Regions from separate parts of the Mus musculus genome. Here region 2 is linked to region 1. Evidence: chromatin contacts called from public Micro-C data. All regions are on one chromosome and are shown on one strand. The core of a region is the stretch at or near the end of the contact, and the rest is flanking DNA. Distances in the headings are between cores, read along the strand shown.

Evidence for each region. Hi-C and Micro-C count contacts between places; a contact is called where the count stands out from the background.
Region 2: a contact with region 1 is called in a Micro-C map of embryonic stem cells, with 5 times the contacts expected there. The contact joins the promoter of Fam135a here to the promoter of Ogfrl1 in region 1. A contact is called at or near these places in 7 of 39 promoter capture datasets (cranial neural crest, embryonic stem cells, frontonasal cranial neural crest and 4 more), 5 of 484 Hi-C or Micro-C datasets (the N1E-115 cell line, embryonic stem cells and uterus), 4 of 115 datasets of contacts at active chromatin or transcription factors (astrocytes, embryonic stem cells, extraembryonic endoderm stem cells and 1 more) and 1 of 9 other capture datasets (adipose tissue).

The regions. Positions count from the first base shown.
Region 1 is chr1:23,380,287-23,384,719 of GRCm38.p6, reverse strand. It overlaps Ogfrl1 (opioid growth factor receptor-like 1), which reads left to right and starts at 1,545. Exons shown (of 7, transcript NM_001081079.1): 1 at 1,545-1,905. The coding sequence starts at 1,669.
Region 2 is chr1:24,098,936-24,103,395 of GRCm38.p6, reverse strand. Fam135a (family with sequence similarity 135, member A) reads left to right here and starts at 3,055. Exons shown (of 21, transcript NM_026604.4): 1 at 3,055-3,335.

The sequences.
Region 1 (4,433 bases), core at 296-2,795:
GAAGGATTCGACTCTAAATTTAAAAAGAGATAAACTTACAAAAACGTCTTGAATATCAAGACTTTGGGTTTTGGAGGAGGGGGGAAGAAGGTCTTGAGGTGGGTTCCCTTGTATAGTTTGTAGGATTGCTAGGCAAATTCTCTGCGTGAGCATTCGTATGGACTGCTGCAGTCTTAATGTTACAGATAATCCTATCCCCTTCCCGACCCCCTGTTGTGGGAGAGGTGCGCAAAGCAAGCTGGCCTATTAAAACAAACATCTTATCAACCAAGAAACTCCCTACCTCAGACAGGTATGAACACCCCTCCCCCAATAATACTGTCAAGTTCTAATTTTGTTTGGATCTGACAAGGACTTCATCCTAATATCATCAGTTTTTATGAATGAATATCTGACCAGAACGTTCTTTTTGTGTGGCCCCTGATAGTCATAAGGTCATTAAAGGTGAAGCTAGATGCCATTCCAGAGAGAAAAACCTGGCTTCATTTTGAAGATGAGGAGACTACCGGGGTCTCAAGAAGTTACGTGACCTGTCCAAAGCCAGAAACTGCTAGTAGAGTCACACCCTACTGTGAAGTTTGGAAAGAAACAACCACTGATTTATCTGTGGAGAGGCATCTTCTAGCCAAATCTTCCTTAAGCAATACCCATCTACCTGGATTTGCAATCTATTTAATTACTAGTTCTGAGTACAATTGATGCATCTAATAAAACTAACCCATGATCCCAGGCAATGTCCCACGGCAGAAAAAATCCCATCAAGACTCAGGTGCAGGCATCGGGCCACTAGCTCCTGGAGTTGGTTTCACGCTCTGCCATTTTCAGATGCTTTGGTTGTTATTTTGCCTAGAAGTATTCTTACAGCAGGTTTGCCTCTGGTCCTTAGAACCATAGTCTTCAGCACTCCACTTAGAACCAGCCTGTTCATTGTATAAATGCCGACGTTTTTCTGCCCAGAGCACAAATGTGGACTACTCACTGATGAAATAAATGTGCTGGCCTAATTCTTCTTGCTCCTTTGTTTCGAGAGAAGTTTGCTTTTAAGATGAGGGGACAGAGAGCTCTGACTTTTATTTTATAGACCGCAGGGATTCTAGGTGGCCTTAAGTACTGTTCCCGAAGCTTGGATTTCCTGTTTAGAGGGTGCACTGTCAAGATTAGCTTTTGTCTTCTGCTGTGGCTAATTTGTCTTCCTCTTGGAGCAGCCAGTGGGGGCGGGGGTGTGGGCAGGACCGGTCTGCTGATGGAGACACCTCCTTCCACTCTCTGACCTGGGCGGGATCAGGCTTCTCGCTTGGCTGGGAGGAGCCCCAAGGGGGCGGATCCCGGTCCACAGGGGGCGGGGCAGCTGACCCCTGGCCACTCCCGGGGACCGTGGAGGGGGGCGCGTCCCGGTGGAGCTGGTGCCGCGCGCTCGGGAGTGGGTTGGCTTCGCTGGGGCGGGGCGGGGCAGGGCGGGGCGGCGGCGGGATGGGCTGGCTGGGACGCGTGCGGCGGCGGCTCCGGGGGGCCCGGCTCCTCCCCGCCTGTGCGCCGGAGCGCCGGCGGCCGCGCTGAGCTGTGCGGCGCGGGCCGGGCGAGCAGCCGCCTGCGCCCCGAGCGAGCGGAGCGCGGCCATGCCCGGGCCCTAGCGCGCTACCGCAGCCCGCGCCCGCCGCCGCCTCTTCAATGGGCAACCTGCTCGGCGGGGTCAGCTTCCGCGAGCCCACCACCGTGGAGGACTGCGACTCCACCTGGCAGACCGATTCGGAGCCCGAGCCCGAGCAGCCGGGGCCGGCAGGCGGTGGCGAGGGCCAGCAGCACGACGAGCCGGAGCAGCCCAAGCAACCTCCCGAGAGAGCCGGAGGGCGGCCCCGCGCCAGCCCCGTGCCCGAGGACCACGCCGAGGCGGCGGGCGCGGAGCAGGTACGCGGCCCCGGGACCCACGGTGGGCCCGGCGAGGTCGTGCTCCCGGCGCCCGGGAGGGGACTGCCCCCGGGGATGCAGGGCGGGATGCTCGGCGTGCTTGGCCCGGGCACCCGACCTAAGGGAGCCTGCGGTGCCCAGGTGGCTAGCTGCTAGCCCAGGGGGCCTTGCTGTGAACCTCGCAGGGAAGTCTCCCCAAGGCAGACCCCGACCCCACTCGGTGTTCTCTTTGCCTCTGCAGCGCAGCTGGGTGATGCGAAGGTGGGGTGGGAGGAACTAAACTAAAAATAGAAGATTGTGAGGAGGACCCGGCCAGTGCCTGTTATTGATTTTTTTTTAATTTTAATTTTTTAAAAAAAGATTTAAAATATTATTCAGAGCAAGACAACTGCAGTTGTGAAGCGGCCCGCAGCCTCCCCCTCCCAGCGAGGGTCCAACGGGCATTAAAAGTATCACAGAAGGTTCCTGAGCAAACTTAAAATAACACCGTTCATTTCCCCAAGAGAAACCTTTCAACGACTTGAGTATTCCTTTAACATTTACGTTCACCCAGAAGACTTGTTGATCCAACCAAGCTTAAGTCAGTTGACCAATACAATTAGGTAGATAGGTTAGAAGAGAGATAGATGGCGTCCCTTAACCTCTTGTGGCTTCAGAAACTTTTAAAAGGAGGAACTGTATATTTTTAAAGAAGTCTGCACCGTTTAAGGTTGGTGGTTCTGTATTAGGCCTCCCTCTTACAACTTGAAGGAAAATGGAGCCCAAAATCCAATGTGACTTTAGGGGAAGCATCACCTTTCCAGGAAGTCCGAGCCTTCCCATCCAGGTTAATTGAGCGTGTTATTGAATGGAATGCAATTTCCAGGTGTGCGGTCCGTTTTAATTCCCCATTTTGGAGAACTGTGAGCCTTAAAGGAAATCTTGCCCAAAGCATACGAGGAGAAAAGTATGTCTGTGGCCAAAGTGAGGGCCTTGGCCCTGCTAATGAGATCTTGGCCGCCCTTGTCTTCTGTTCCCGTTTGTATTTTGCACTTAGTGTTATGTGCTCAACCCCAAAACAATAGCGCATGCCACATTTCAGCGTCTTATCCTCCCATTTGTCTTCCAAGTAAATAGCAAATAGCCACTGAGAAGTTTGGAATTAAAGAAACAAAAACAAAACTTGTTAATACAATTAACTAGGTCAATTGTAAAATAACATACCATTTCAACAAATACTCTGCAACCTGAGTAAGAATAGAGCATCCTTTAATTGTTAATTTTTGTTCCTGGAAGTTCCACCAGACTTCTTAAATAATCGTTGTGACGCTGTTTTGACTCCTTACTCTATTTGCCCACTATGCGGACCGGTCAGTTCCCCCTTTAAAGGAGGTTGCAGACTGGTTTCACCCGCTCACTGTCTTTGCTCTCATCCATCTCTGTAAACGTTAGACAAAAGATGGTACCACTAACTGAGGTGAGGAAACCTGGGGTGAAAGATGTTTCAGAGGTTAAGTCAAGGCTTATGCTAAGTTTTGCGTCCTATTAGACACCCAAGTGGATGGGCGAGTAGTTAATGGTCTCTATAAATAGATGCTCCGTCTAGGCTGGAGCTATAGGCTTGCATTTAGTATCTATACATAGATACTGTCTAAGCTGGAGCTATAGGCATGCATTTAGGATAAGTTGTACTCAAAAAAAAAAAATCAATGCAAGATAAGAGGTCATCAAAGAGTCATGAGGGGTGAGAATAAGGCTGTCTATACGGGTTGTGATTAAGACGAGAAAAAGGGGAGCAATGGTACAGGAAGCAAGTCAGGAGAGAGTGGTATTCTGACAGCTAAGTGTTAACACTGCTTCAGGGCCTTACAGGGTCCCAGCTGCTGGGAAGTCCCTGGGATGACCGCTGAGACATGATTTGAGTAAATGGGGGATTGGTTTGGAAAGTTCCTAATAGTCCCATTTTAAAGCAATGCCCTGGACAGAGTGTCAGTTCCTTGGTGAAGATTCACTTCAGAAGAAAGCAGAGACACAGCCTGCAAGTAGGGTAGACCTGGGTCAAGGGAGGCGTTATGCTTAGGATTGGAGAGACTACAGTGTGTTTGGTGGTTGCATGGAATGGTTTGGAAGAGCCAAGTTTTGATGATCCAGGGAAGGGGAATTAAGGAGCAGATTCCTTGCTGAGGAGGTGAAAGCGGCCAGGGTACAGCAGTGAATGGGGCAGACTCTGGCGGGCTGAGGGATGCCGTCATTTACATGGTAGTCTTGGGGAACAGGCAGGCCGTGAGTCATTAGCTTCGTTTCACAGATGATGAAACTAAGATTCAGCTAAATGATTTGCTTAAGGCCTCACACATATTAAGGAGCAGAACGAAGCCTCGCACTACTCTCCTGGATCCAGAGACTTGGGTCGTTGATCTTCATGACAGGATTTTTCAAATATCCATCACTTCTAGCAGGGACAAAACTGGTTCCGACCCAATTAGTCAGACATGGGAAGCAGCGACTTCTTACACTGTTGCTGGGCTCTGAGCCTTGTTCACTTCCTC
Region 2 (4,460 bases), core at 1,806-4,305, 720 kb before region 1:
TAAGAATGTTTTCTTTTATGCAGGCTTTAATTCATAGTAAATTAGTGTTTAAATAACTTTAAATTTGTTGCATGACTATTTTATATAATATTTGCAAAGACTGTCATGCATCAAATAATCTAAAGTTGACAGCCCTCCTTTATTCCATTCGTAGTATGTTTTGATCCCTTTCTCTAGTCTCACTAGAAGTAATGCTTCTTTTTGTCCATGTCTGACTTTTCCTTGGAGTTGGAAATCATTTTGAAATAGAGAAGTATTTGGAAACCCAATCGGCACATGGACATGAACTCTACGGGAGACACAAGAAAGCATCCAGTAGGACTGGGGGATTCTAGGCTTGGTGAGTCCATCCTGAGAACCCAGATTCGAGAGACAGATCTCTGTACCCAGGGAAAGGGGAAGTGGGCAGAGGTCTGTTTCAGCTATGGTGAAGAAGGCGGTTCATCACTCTTCCTATGAAAAGCTCTGATGTGAGCCACAGAGCCGTGGCTGGAATGAGCTAGAAGGTCAGGACTAGTGATAGGGTTTGAATCATAAGACATATGAGTTAGTCTCTCTGGTGCGTTTGCTATGGCAAAGCTGGTAGTAATTAGCATAAACACCACATTACAGAACACCATGGTAAGCTCTAGGCACACTGAGAGGAGAATAAGCCATGAAGTCAAGTCATTGCTGTCACTCGATACTATGTAATTACACTCTACAGGAGTGACTCAGAAGTGTGGCGGTAGGAGGGGCGTCTCCTGTCTGACAGCTTCTGATCCGAGCAAATGCTTTGCCACTTGGAAAACCCATATCATCTGAGTTGCAATCCAGACGTAACTGCTTGAGCCTTTCCATACCGTGCTGTAAAAAGCACTCTGTAGTCCAATCAGTTGTGCAGTCTCAAGGTTCTCCTGGCAATGCATTATTAAAGACTATGCCACATAGATTATAAAAGTGCATTTATTGTCTATAGATTCCAATCTTCTCCTTTACTGCGTTCACTAAGTAGCAAAGTCTTCTCAGTCCTCATTATCTCCATTCAACAACGAGATGCAAGTCATGCCACTAGCTTAAAAAGAAATTCTCTCATATACTTATTGAGAAAAGGGATCACATTGTAGCTCAGGCTGCTCTCAGCCTGTCCAGTGCAGCAATTACAGGTGAGAAGCCTGAAACACAGCTGAGTGCTTTCTTTTTAACTGGAGGATTGGCATGGTCACTGTCTTATACCATTCTTTTCCCAGAGAGACCACAGCCATTAAGCCATGAAGTAACATCACAACATGATGAACTAATATATTCGCCCTTTAAACCCGAAGCTGTTGTACCCATAAAGGAAGTGCTAAACTTAGACTTCGCTTGCCTCAGTCTCATATTTGGTGTTAAAGAAATATAACTTCCCAAAAATACCTTACCATTGTGCATTGTGGACACCCATCGTAGTAGATATGACTCTGTCTGTAAAAAACAAGAGTAACTGTACCAGAAGGATCATTTATGCAAACATTATCATAAGGTGACACGGGCATTCCAATCCTGTTCAAATTTTGCCCAAAAACTGAAGAAAAGCCAGTGGTTAAATCACATTTAACACTTGGTTTCAAACGGCCTAAGGTACAAGGCCACATCACCACTGCCAAGTGGACAGAAAGGTTTCATTCATGTTTATTCTAGCAAATATACACAATATTTGCCATTTTTAACCATCTTCAAGCAGATTATCAGTGGCATCATGTTCCCTCACATTATATCTAAGAGACACCACTCTCTCCTCCTAATTCATTTTTATCACAAGCTGTGTTCTGTTCTCCCCATTCATTTTATCTTGAGCTGTGTGAAAGTGTTACAGCTCTGAGGGAAATTTTCAGCTGTTGCTGAAATTCCCAACCTTGCTTGAGTCACACACAGAAGCTTTAACGAGCTATAAAATGTCCTGCTGGTGGCCCAACTTGAGACCCATCCATGGGCAAGCACCAAACCCTGACACTATTATAAGGATACTCTGTAGGCTCCACCCAGGAGATGATTCAAACCGAAGCAGACACCCACAGCCAAATAGTGGATGGAGCGAGGGGCCTCTTATGGAAGAATAGGAGGAAAGATTGCAGTCCTGAAGGGGATAGGAACTCCACAGGAAGACCAACTAACCAGGACCCTTGGGGCTCTCAGAGACTGAACCCCCAACCAAAGAGTATACACGGGCTGGACCTAACCCCACTTCCTCCAGCATGTGTGGCTGATGTGTGGCTTGGTCTTCATGTGGGTCTTCAACAACGGGAGGGGGAGGGGAGCTACTATCCCCAAAGCAGCTCCATTTATGTGGGATATGTTTTATTAGCTGGGCTGCCTTGTCCTGCCTCAGTGGGATAGGAAGTGCCAGCCTCACAGACTCAGAGAAGGGAAGGGGGAGTGGGGGAAGGACTGTGGGAGGGGAGGGGATCTGGAAGGGGGAACCGAGCAGGATGTAAAGTAAATAAATCTTTAAAAAATGTTCTGTTCGGACAGCGGGAAAGAAGAAAATGAAGTTAATCAATGAAAGACTATGGGCTTCCGTTAATGGAATTTAAGACCTGAAAGCTTCTATTTAAGATGTCATCAATCAAGACACTAATAGATCAGCTGCACGCATGGCCACACCATGGATGGCCCCATTAGCGACTGCTGGGGCAGCACCGACCCACTGCCCTGGCAGAGGCGCGAGGGTCGGCTCTAGCCATGGCAGCAAGGAGAGAAGACGTAGATGACTTCGAGAGAAATCTCCTCAGTCTTCAACTGTCCTTTCGCATCTCTTGGGGCCCTTTAACTCTCGACCAGTGGTTCACACTATCCCCCCCCCTACCCCCAGCTCCCACCCCGGCTGGGCTCGCGCTTTTTATTGACGCAAGTCTCCCGTTCTCGCGGGAACTCGGGAGGGGCGAGCCGGGAAGGGAGAACAAATCTTCAAATCTCGGTTGGCGCCGGGGGCCCGCGGCAGCTGAGTCTCCTGGGGGGGCGGGACTTGGAGCCCAAGGGGGCGGGTCCTCGCCTCAGAGAAGGCGGGACGTTGCGGGAGGGGGAGGGGAGAGCCCCAGGGGCGGGGCCGCGGGCCGGGACCTGTTGAACGCAGGTAGCGCTCGGCGGCCCGGTTCCCTTGGGACCGACGCGACTGCGCATGCTCGCCGGCGGCTCTGGGCCGGGAGCCGAGCGCCGGAGACGAGCCGGCTCTTGGCTTTGCGGTGGTTGCGGGTGCTGCGATGGCGATGTGAGCGGGCCCGGGGCGGGATGGTGCGGACCTGGCTAAGGACGCCTACCAGCCGGACGCAGAGCTCCTCCGTCGCACAGGCGCCAGCCGAGGCCGTGCCGGTTGAGAGGTGAGCCCCTCGCTGTCCGCGCGACTCCCGGCCCCGCGACGCGGGCCAGGTCCATCTCCCCCGCGGGGCCGGACAGGAAGTGGCCTCCTCGCCTCGTCTGCCTCTGGCGCCCTGGCCTCAGTCGGAGCCGGGTCCTGGGCCCGCTGAAGGTCGGCGGGGACGCGAGGGGCGCGGCGCGCAGGCGGGTGCCCCCGGCCGGCCCTTGCCACTCGTCGTGCCCGGTGTCCCGCCGGCTCTCCGCCCCACTCCACGGTCGCCGCCTGGTCCTTCGACCCTCATTCGCTTCCACCCGCGCCCGCGCGCCCTTTGGCTCCGGGGGTCCCTCGACGTCGGTCGAGCTCTCCGCTCGGTCCAGCTCGGTCCCTCGACTGTGCATCCCCAGTCGTTAACCTCTTGGCCGTCGCCGATCAGTTTCCTCGCTGTTAGCACTATTTTCTCCTTTGGCACCTCGTTCTAGCTCTTTTGTTAGTTACTGACTTGTGGGAGGGTGGGCTTTTTGGCCTTTTGCGTTTTGTTGTTGCGTTTAAGCATCTCTTTGCTCCAGTGTCGAGCCTTGCCTTCAGAGGCCCTCACTCTCTTAACCTCTTTTGGTCCCCCCGCCTCATTGCTTTCGGTCCAGCCGCTCCTAACCACCGAACCGATTTTAGTTCTTTAATGTTGGTGTTTTGTTTTTTAAGCCATAAAACTCCTTTTTCCTATATGTGTGGATGGAACCTCTTTTTCAGTCCATATGTTTTACTTTTTATTACATCCCCGAAGAGTTGTAACAACCTCTGTTCTCTTCTGCTTTCTACGCAAGCTAGGGCTATGCCTAGTATCCCCACTGAAGCTTCCAGAGCAGTTTCTTCATCTTTCTTCACCAGAAATTCTCTAAAGAATGGCAGCTCACTTGATTGGATCTTGAATTACATGTACCAGTCATGTTATGAGAAACAAACTGGCCATTTATAAAGAGTTAAGATTTGCCAGAGGTCAGTGCTCCAGTAAATAACAGTTGACCAGGAACAAATCTGAAGTGAAATTTAACAAAAATTACTATATAAAATGTATTGATTTGTTGTTTTACGATTACGGTTGGTTACATCATTTTGAGCTTGTTCTATTTAATAAATGCGTACAGTTTTT